Regions from separate parts of the Mus musculus genome. Here all the other regions are linked to region 2. Evidence: chromatin contacts called from public HiChIP or PLAC-seq data. All regions are on one chromosome and are shown on one strand. Each heading gives the region's core, a stretch centred on a gene start, on an enhancer-like site or on the middle of the called end of the contact. The rest is flanking DNA. Distances are from core to core; before and after follow the strand shown. Region 1 has its middle 26 kb from the start of Gm10845. Region 2 holds the start of Pcdh8 (protocadherin 8). Region 3 has its middle 8.1 kb from the start of Gm6999.

The links. HiChIP or PLAC-seq counts read pairs in DNA pulled down with a chosen protein or histone mark.
Region 1: an H3K4me3 HiChIP or PLAC-seq map of embryonic midbrain shows a contact between it and region 2, with 2.8 times the contacts expected there. The contact joins the enhancer-like site here to the promoter of Pcdh8 in region 2. A contact is called at or near these places in 2 of 39 promoter capture datasets (cranial neural crest and hippocampal neurons), 1 of 484 Hi-C or Micro-C datasets (nephron progenitors) and 7 of 115 datasets of contacts at active chromatin or transcription factors (embryonic forebrain, embryonic hindbrain, embryonic midbrain and 4 more).
Region 3: an H3K4me3 HiChIP or PLAC-seq map of neural tube shows a contact between it and region 2, with 2.3 times the contacts expected there. The contact joins the enhancer-like site here to the promoter of Pcdh8 in region 2. A contact is called at or near these places in 5 of 39 promoter capture datasets (HPC-7-derived erythroid cells, Sertoli cells, cranial neural crest and 2 more), 1 of 15 datasets of contacts at CTCF or cohesin (embryonic stem cells), 2 of 484 Hi-C or Micro-C datasets (embryonic stem cells and nephron progenitors), 8 of 115 datasets of contacts at active chromatin or transcription factors (embryonic forebrain, embryonic hindbrain, embryonic midbrain and 4 more) and 3 of 9 other capture datasets (adipose tissue, embryonic stem cells and pancreatic islet).

Annotation. Positions count from the first base shown.
Region 1 is chr14:79,841,819-79,844,518 of GRCm38.p6, forward strand. No RefSeq gene overlaps it. Among named protein-coding and RNA genes, the nearest start is that of Gm10845, 26 kb to the right of the region's middle. Within about 2 kb of position 1,398, at least 17 of the 459 cell types and tissues checked have an H3K27ac peak or open chromatin away from gene starts, as enhancers often do. A contact at or near this core is called in hippocampal neurons, where this site is marked.
Region 2 is chr14:79,769,891-79,772,590 of GRCm38.p6, forward strand. Pcdh8 (protocadherin 8) reads right to left here and starts at 1,422. Exons shown (of 3, transcript NM_021543.4): 1 at 1-1,422. The coding sequence starts at 1,231. It overlaps Gm9748 (predicted gene 9748), which reads left to right and starts at 18. Exons shown (of 2, transcript NR_154550.1): 1 at 18-311; 2 at 2,507-2,700.
Region 3 is chr14:79,881,559-79,884,258 of GRCm38.p6, forward strand. No RefSeq gene overlaps it. Among named protein-coding and RNA genes, the nearest start is that of Gm6999, 8.1 kb to the right of the region's middle. Within about 2 kb of position 1,278, at least 11 of the 459 cell types and tissues checked have an H3K27ac peak or open chromatin away from gene starts, as enhancers often do. A contact at or near this core is called in neural tube, where this site is marked.

The DNA.
Region 1 (2,700 bases), core at 148-2,647, 72 kb after region 2:
TTTTTTAGTTCTAGGCCTGGTATCTGGTCACCACTGAATATAGCTGTCTCATGGAATCTTCAAGAAGATTGGCTCTGCAGCCATCCCTAATGGAGAGATGGCCAAGTCTCTTAGATAAAAATGGTGTGGTGTTTGCATATAAGCTCTGCATATCCTCCCTCACATTCTTACCTACCTTTATTTATTATATTGTGCCTATGTTTGCCTGTACATAGGTATGGAAGTGCACATAGGTGCCTAGGAAGGCCAGAAGAAGACATCGGATTCTGTGGACCTGGGGTTACAGATGGATGTGAGCTGTCTGACACAGATGCTGGCAACTGAACTCAGGTCCTTTGTAACCTGTTAAGTGCTCTTAACCACTGAGCAACCAACCCCTCTAGCCTTAGCCCCAAGCTTTTAATCACAGGCTATCCATAATATCCAACACCACACAAACAACATGTAAATATTTGTGTTTCTGTGGTACTTAAGATTAATGGCTAGAAAAAGACTTACGTATGTTCGGCACATACGCAGTTGTATTTCAAATATTTTCTGTTTGGCTGGCTACAGATGGAGAACTCTCAGACAACTGTTTCTGTTGGATAACTGCAGAGCTAGAGGTGATGCCTTTTTCTAGCCACTTTTGAGTCATAATAGCATACAGGACCGCGGGCTCCGGAAGGTCATTATCTCGAGAATACGTTTCTCAAAGAAGCAAATGAAAACAGGCTCTAAAGTACAGTCTTTCCGGAACTGTCGTGAGGCTTTTTGTCAGATGTTGAAAATCTAAACATTTCAAGATTTTAAAAAGGTAAGAGGTTCAAAATGACACTTGCAAGTATAGATCCAACAACTCCCCAAATGTTTCCCTTTTGTTACTGAGTCTGTTGGTTATCAGGTAGAGAGGCCCAGGGAGGCTCCCAGTGCAACCTAACTCATGTGTATTCTCTCATTCTATCTGACAAGATTAAAAGTGGAACTCTAGCTCATTGCCCCTTTCCCCACGGCCCTCCTGTCCCAGGACTTAAGCCCTTGCATCTGCTCCTTGGCTCTTCCCTTTCAGCAGACAGCCAGGACCTGGAAAGATCCCCGTGTTGCAAAGGCTGAGGTCCCCCAGTTAGAGGGACCAGATGGGACTATTGACTGCATGGAAGAGTGGAGAGTGCCATCCCTGGCTCTTACTCCTCCTTCACAATCCCTGTTGGATTTTCATACAAATTAAGTCTCTAGGGCCTTTTCTCTCTGCCCTTCCCCAGTGTGCTTTCCCAGACTTCAGGCTTTGTGTGCATTCGCAAGATACACACAGCAAAGGCAAAGCTCAGACTCCTGTTTGCTGTGAATCCTGTGTTCGGACCGGTCCCCGCAGCCCCACCCTGACGGCACAGCCTTCTCTTGTTGCCGAGCATCTCTCTAAGCCCTGGGAACAGGGCATGACAGCTAGCAGAGGGCGAGCAAACAGACGGGGAGCCGCTTTTAACACCATCTGCCACTTCCACCGAGGTCAATGGGATAAACCGATTTGCTAAACAAAATGGTTAACAACTCATGAATAAAAACTTGAAGAAAAATTCCGAAAGGGATTTCCACACTTTAGTTCGCTCTTCTCTGCCCCACCCAGGCCCCAAACTGCTCTGGAACATGCACTTTTCTCGGGTTCCAGTAGGGGGCAGCTGCCATTAGGCCTGAGAGAGAGAGAGAGCTCATTTATAAGACCTTTCTAAAATAACTCTGGTGAGATGCTCTTCTTCCACAGGGACAAGCCACCTGAGTGGTTATCAATACCAAGTGGTCAGTATGAAAAACATATGCATATAAACGCTACTAAATGGGCTCAGCAGGCTGTATTATTTATTTATCCATTTAGATATGTACCAATAACAGTGAAAGAAAAAGAAGCCATGATTTTTGAGAGAAGGGCACAGGAGGGGCTGGACGGTGGTGGGGCCAAGGGGAGTTAGATACATACATTTAGGGACTCTGGATGGGGTTTGAGTAATGATTATTTTTGAATATTTATCACATGTAAACATGTTCTTACGCAGTGGCGTTTGTGAACGTTTCTACCATTCTGGTGGTTGGGAACATTATGAACATATGATTGTATTTTTCCTCTTGTTTATTCCATTTTTTTGTTCCTGTATAATAATGATAGCAACATTGCCCTTAGAACAGCTTATTTATCCCTTCTACAGGTAATGGACATTTGGGTTGTTTCAAATTTTTTGGTAATCATGAATTGCACTATTCAGGTCATTTAGTCCATATTCCAGCACACATGCGTTCATGCTTCTGTAGAGCGAAGTTCTCAGCACGGAAACAAATGTCTTTAGTTTGACTGGATAATGTCCTACAGTGTCCCAGAGTGCAGGCTCTAAGAGGTTCCGATGAGCCCCGAATTCACCAATAGTTGTGTTTATCAGGTCTTTTGAAGGTAATGTGATTTCCTCACTCTCAGGCCAGTGAGTGGCAAGGACACCCTTGGTGCCTTCCACATGGTTCCCACAGCAAGGATCTGTGGTATTTCCCCTCAAACACAGATGACAGAAGCCAATGTCCCAGTGAGACATTCAGCTGCACTGAACACAACTGGAGATGGCTCCTCCCAGAGGGAGGAGATTTTCTATGATGCCAGATCTCCTTACCTCCCGTGGACTGCACAATCAGCGTTAACAATGGCAATTAGACTCAGTGCCATCTGGATGACCGGGGCAAGCA
Region 2 (2,700 bases), core at 172-2,671:
CTAGACTCTCGCGCGCCGCCCCCTCTGGCACCAGCGAGGTGATACCGGCTTCCTGTGTCCCGGACCCAGTCGACGAGGCCGCGTCCGCTCCTCCGAGTGCGGCGGCAGCGGCGGCGGCGGCGAAGGGCGAGGTGGCTGGAGCCCCCGGGGCGGCCAGAGGAGTGATAGAAATTTCAGGAGCGTTGTCGTTGACGTCTCGGATGCGCACGATAACCTTGCAGGTGGCTGTCCGGGGCCCTGGACCTCGGTCTTGAGCCCGCACGTCCAGCTCGTAGGTGTCCTGGCGCTCGTAGTCCACCTGCCCAGCCAAGGTGAGGCGGCCAGAGCGCGGGTCGAGCCGGAAGAGGTGGCGGGCTTCGGGAGGGGTGCGGGCGCCGAAGGTGAACACAACGTCGCCGTTGGGACCTTCGTCGGGATCGGCAGCGTCCAGGTCGAGCAGCAGCGATCCCACAGGTGCGTCCTCGGCCAATTCCACCTCTGCCACGGCACCCTGTGGGAAGGCCGGGCTGTGGTCATTGGCATCTAGCACACGCACGCTGAGGGCTGCTGTGGCGGAACGCGGCGGTCGCCCGCCATCCTGAGCCACCAGCTCCAGGCTGTAGGAGGCCTGGCTCTCGCGGTCCAACTCCTGTAGCAGCACCAGGTCCGCACACTGGGCACCGTCCGCGCGCGTCTGCAGCTCCACGCGGAAGGGGCTGTGAGGCTCGGCTAGGCGTACACTCTGCAGCCCGTTGGCACCCACGTCCTCGTCCACGGGCACCTCCAGGGGGATGCGTGTGCCTACCGGAGCGCTCTCTGAGACCTCCACCGGGATCTGGGCTCGGGGAAAGCGGGGCGCGTGGTCGTTTACATCCCTCACCTCCACCTCCACGTGCACCAGGCGGAACTGTTCCTGCGAGAAGCTGACAACATCGAAGGCCAGCACGCACTGTGGGGACGGGCCACACAGACGCTCACGGTCCAGGCCCGCATCCCCGACGGTCAGCTGCCCGTCGCCCTCGCGTACCCGGAGCAGAGAGCTGTTGAATTGCTTCATCAGGCGGAAGCTTGTGTCTCCAGACACTTTCATGTGCAGGTCTTCTGCAAGGGTTCCGATGACTGTGCCAGGGGCATCCTCTTCGAACGTGCTGTATCGGACTGTCTTGCTCTGGGCCACTGAGAGCACCCAGCAGAGACTAAATAGCTGCAAGGGGAAAAGGCAAGGGCTGCCCCAGCGCTTCGCAGGACTCATATCGCCAATCCCCAACTGCTATTCCGAAAGGCTAACCTAAAGAGTCTTCCCCGGCGTGCAGATCGGAGCGTGAGTCCCAGGCTCTGCGAGCCCCGTGCGGGAAAAGCTGCAGCTCCGGCTCGGGCTGGCTCGGAGGACGCGCAGACCCACCCTCACTCGGCGCCTCCGCCTCCTTTCCCTGGGCTGGAGCTGCGCTGGCGAGCGCCGCCTCCGTCTTTATAGCTGCCGATATGCAAATCACTGGAAGGGGCCAGCCAATGGTCGCTTAGCCACAGCGCCGCTCCTCCGCCAACCACCGACAATCCCTTTAATGTGGAAAGGCTTAGAGGAGAAAACAGGGAAGGAAAATGAGGGAATCTTTCCTTTGTTTTAAAAACTCCTGCTCCCATTTTCTGTTAGCACCTTGCTTGCAATGAGTTAGCACTGGGCTCTGAAGTAAACGAAGCTGATGATTTTTGGAAATTGGGTGCCAGGCACCCGGTCTCTTCTGCCCGCCGCTGCGGGTACTAAGCCCGAACAAGCTGGGTTTCTCTTCAGAAGCTCCGGGTCTCACATCCTACCCCCCATCCGCCCCTTTATTTTGCATTTTAAAGGCTTCAAAACTTGCTCTGGGGAGCGAGGCTCTCTGTTCGCCTCCTCCCTCAGCTTCCCACCGGTGTGGGGAATAACCTGTCGATGAAGAAGAGTGAAGGGTAGAGCAAAACTGATTTTATTCACATTTGTGTACGCAATTGTGTTTTGCTCGTGTGAGCACCGGTGCCACTTGCCTTTCAGAAAAGAGCCCTGCGATACACGTTAGTATGCATGTCACTGTTCAAATGGCTTCCTTAAGCCCTAGGTGCTAGCAGGCAAGGAAAAATAAAGTTCCAAATAGGATTTAGCATAAGCTTGAGGAGATTTGGAAAGGTTTCAAAGATCAGACTGTATCAAAGGCTTATGAAGCCCTCGTTAGTAGTGGAAATAGAATGGCGTGGCAGGCGATCCCATTGGAGGCCCCGATGTCTGTATTATTTCACTATGACAAGCTAGAGGGGGAGAGAAAGTTGAACAGTTTCCACAGTAGAGTTGGGCTAACTTGAATATAATGAGCAAACGCCACATGTCTCCATTATGCCTCTCTATTCACCCTCAATCCGTGCCATAACTCTCAGGCTAAACGGTGATGGGCGCTGAATCCCACACAATACCGGGTTCCTACTAAAGTGCATTTAGAGATCGTTTTCCTCCTGATGCCTTGTTCCGCCTATTTAGAGGATTTGCTTTCTGTTCTAATAGGGCCTCTCTGGAAGCAACACTCGCCCTGTTCCAGAAGAACAAAATCACAGCGTGACGTTGAAACCTGGCAGGAACCTGGGGTAACTTAGCCATCTGCCTATGAAACCGTAGAACTTCAGCATTACCACTTTCCCTGGCTGGGGTCCTCGAGATGCCTCCGTAGGTATCCAGGTATCTCCACTCCCGGAGCTGAA
Region 3 (2,700 bases), core at 28-2,527, 110 kb after region 2:
CTTTTGCTCCCCTGGAAGATTTCTCTGCGGCTGTCAGGTTGATCCAGAGCCCTATCTGGCACATCGGGAGGGATTGCTGCAGACAGAAAAATATTGAGCATCTTTCTCCTGGCTGACCCCTCACTCTCCTCCCCAGGAAAACCTCAGCAGATGTAGACAAGATTTTAATAGCTACATAAAAAGAAGTGCATGACAATCTCATTAGGGGAGGCATAATGGCCCGCCGGAGGATCTCAGAGAGGACAATATATCAATGTCTAGTTTGTTACGGCATTCCTAACGATGGCCGTTTGCCCCTCCTCATAATCACCCATTCATCACCCAATCGCCCCACTTCCAATAACACTTCACCCTCACTGGCCTGGGCCTCCCTTTGAGGCCGTCTACAATAGTTGACACCACTCTTTTAAGTGTGGCTAAATCAGGACCGGTAAGTGACAATCATAAAAAAGCAGTTAGCAGGCCACCCCATTGCTTGCTGTGCTATGGCACATTAGAACTCTTTTCTTTCCCAGCAGTCCCAGACCACACTTCATCCAAAACCTAACATCTGCGGGAGGTCAAGGCGGTGAGGCCCACGGGTAGGGGGAAGGATTTCCAACCATCTGCCCAGGAAAATGGAAGACTCTAAATGTTCTGCAGACCTTCCCTCTTCAAGTTATTTATAGTGGCCAAGGGTAAAGAGTAGTTATTAACGGTACCGGCCCATTGTCTTCTTCATGCAGTTCTGAGGACGATGGACATAATTAAACTCAAAGCTGAGTTCATTTTCCCCTTAGAGGCTTAAATGGCCTGAAGTCATTTCCCACTCTTTCCTTCCCACTTGTACTAGGTCTCCCGAGCTGTTGAAAAATTCAACATTCCTATAAACTACAGTACTTTGTAAAGGTCACACGCCAGTTAATCTGAACCCAGGGTCTGGAGCCCAGCGCACAGTAGCTGTGGCAGTAGGCTGTCCAGCCCAGTGATGTGGGGGCCAGCCGGTGGAGACTGGAGAGCTGCACAAGGCAGGATACAGAGCTCTTTAAATAATGCCCAGCATTTCCTGGACCAGCATGATATTTAAAGATTTTTGTTCCACCTGCCTGAGAAATATAGAGTCCAGCCGAGAGGCAAGAAAATGAATATGGATTTCTTGCCCTTTCGGTGTATCCACTCCAGAAAATAGCCATTTTCTTTCTTTCTTTTTCTTTTTTGCCGAGCTGGGAACTGCAGGCTTCAGGCAGCCACGATTACAATCATGCATCATGAATGAAATGTGCCATTTGGAGAAAATCAGCCACTCATTCCATTTCAAAACCCCACACAAATCAATAGTGCTAGCAGAGGTTCGGGGCCGAGCTGGATGCTGTGTTTAAACTAAAGCTCTTTCTCCACACACGTCGGGTACTCAGGGAAGCAGCCAGGGGTGGACTCTGTGCCTGGGCCTCAAACCAGAGCATTATCAGCCTCTAGAAGCTGGGTGAGTTCTGTACGTGAGGAGCAAGAGAGACTTTGTGCTGATGGCCGCAACACTGGGCTTTGATCGCAGAACACGCTTCCGTGCGTGAGTGCTGCTAGTACTAGATTTTTACCAAGTCATGCATGCAAAAGATTTATATGGAGTACCTGGAGAGAGGAGAACATCTGTGGTAGATGCAAGCCCTTCCTTCCCATAGCCTTCAGACGTCAACAAGGGAGCTAGAGATGTTACTGGACAATTATAATACAGTATAAATATGTACAACATTTTGGGATAAGGATATTCATCCTTTGACTTTCCATTTTCCTATGAAAGAAGTTTCCTCATTTTCCTATGAGGAAGTTTAAATAGCTTAAGTTTTCAAGGGCTTCTCCCATTCTGGGATACTAAGCAGTCAGTTGGGCAGGCAGACAAGTGAACATTTCTGCCTCACCTTGTTCCCAGTGCTTGATCCCCTTGTCCTAAAAAAGCATCAACTTAGCTACGGACAAAAGACTCACTTGAAGCCACAGCTGAGGTGCCAGATAAACATGGGCTTGAGGATAATTTGGCAGTTCGGAGTTCCCCGGGAGTTTAGAGGAGGGAGAGATGATTCAGAGCCTAGTCATTACCAGATACACTTTTCTCTGCACCGTCTTAACCATTCCCCTGGCTCCCATTACTCACATATGGACAAGACTCCTAAATCCACGTCTTCAGACTAGCTATTTCCCATGAGCCTCTCTCTTGGCCAATTTCTACTCCCCTTACATCTAAGCAAATGTAAGCAGCATTTGCTCTGAGAGGTTTCGGTCTTTGTGCCAAGTTAGATCTCCTCCCTGGTCCTTTGTGTATCCCGCTCTTTATTTTCACACCCATCCCAGCCATTCCAGCAAATGCATGTTTAATCAATCTCCCCCTTAAGGCTGCATTGTCCTCAAGGGAGAGACCATGTCTACTAAACTCACTGTTTTTTCTCTAGGTCCATCACAATGCTGGGAATTTTATCCATGTCGGCATGTACTTTCGAGCTGCTCTCTAATTCTTCTAGAGAATAAATGTATCTTCCTTTAACACTTTCAGACCATTTCACCTGGTTGGGTTAATCCCAGAGTACAATGGAAACTGTGATAAGTATGCCAACATATTAACAGATTACGGGGTCTCAGGGAGATCTTCTTGAGAATCAGAGGTTAACACAAGGTTTAGATGTCAACACGTTATTTGAAGATATCACACAAGTGAAAGAAGAAAGGAAC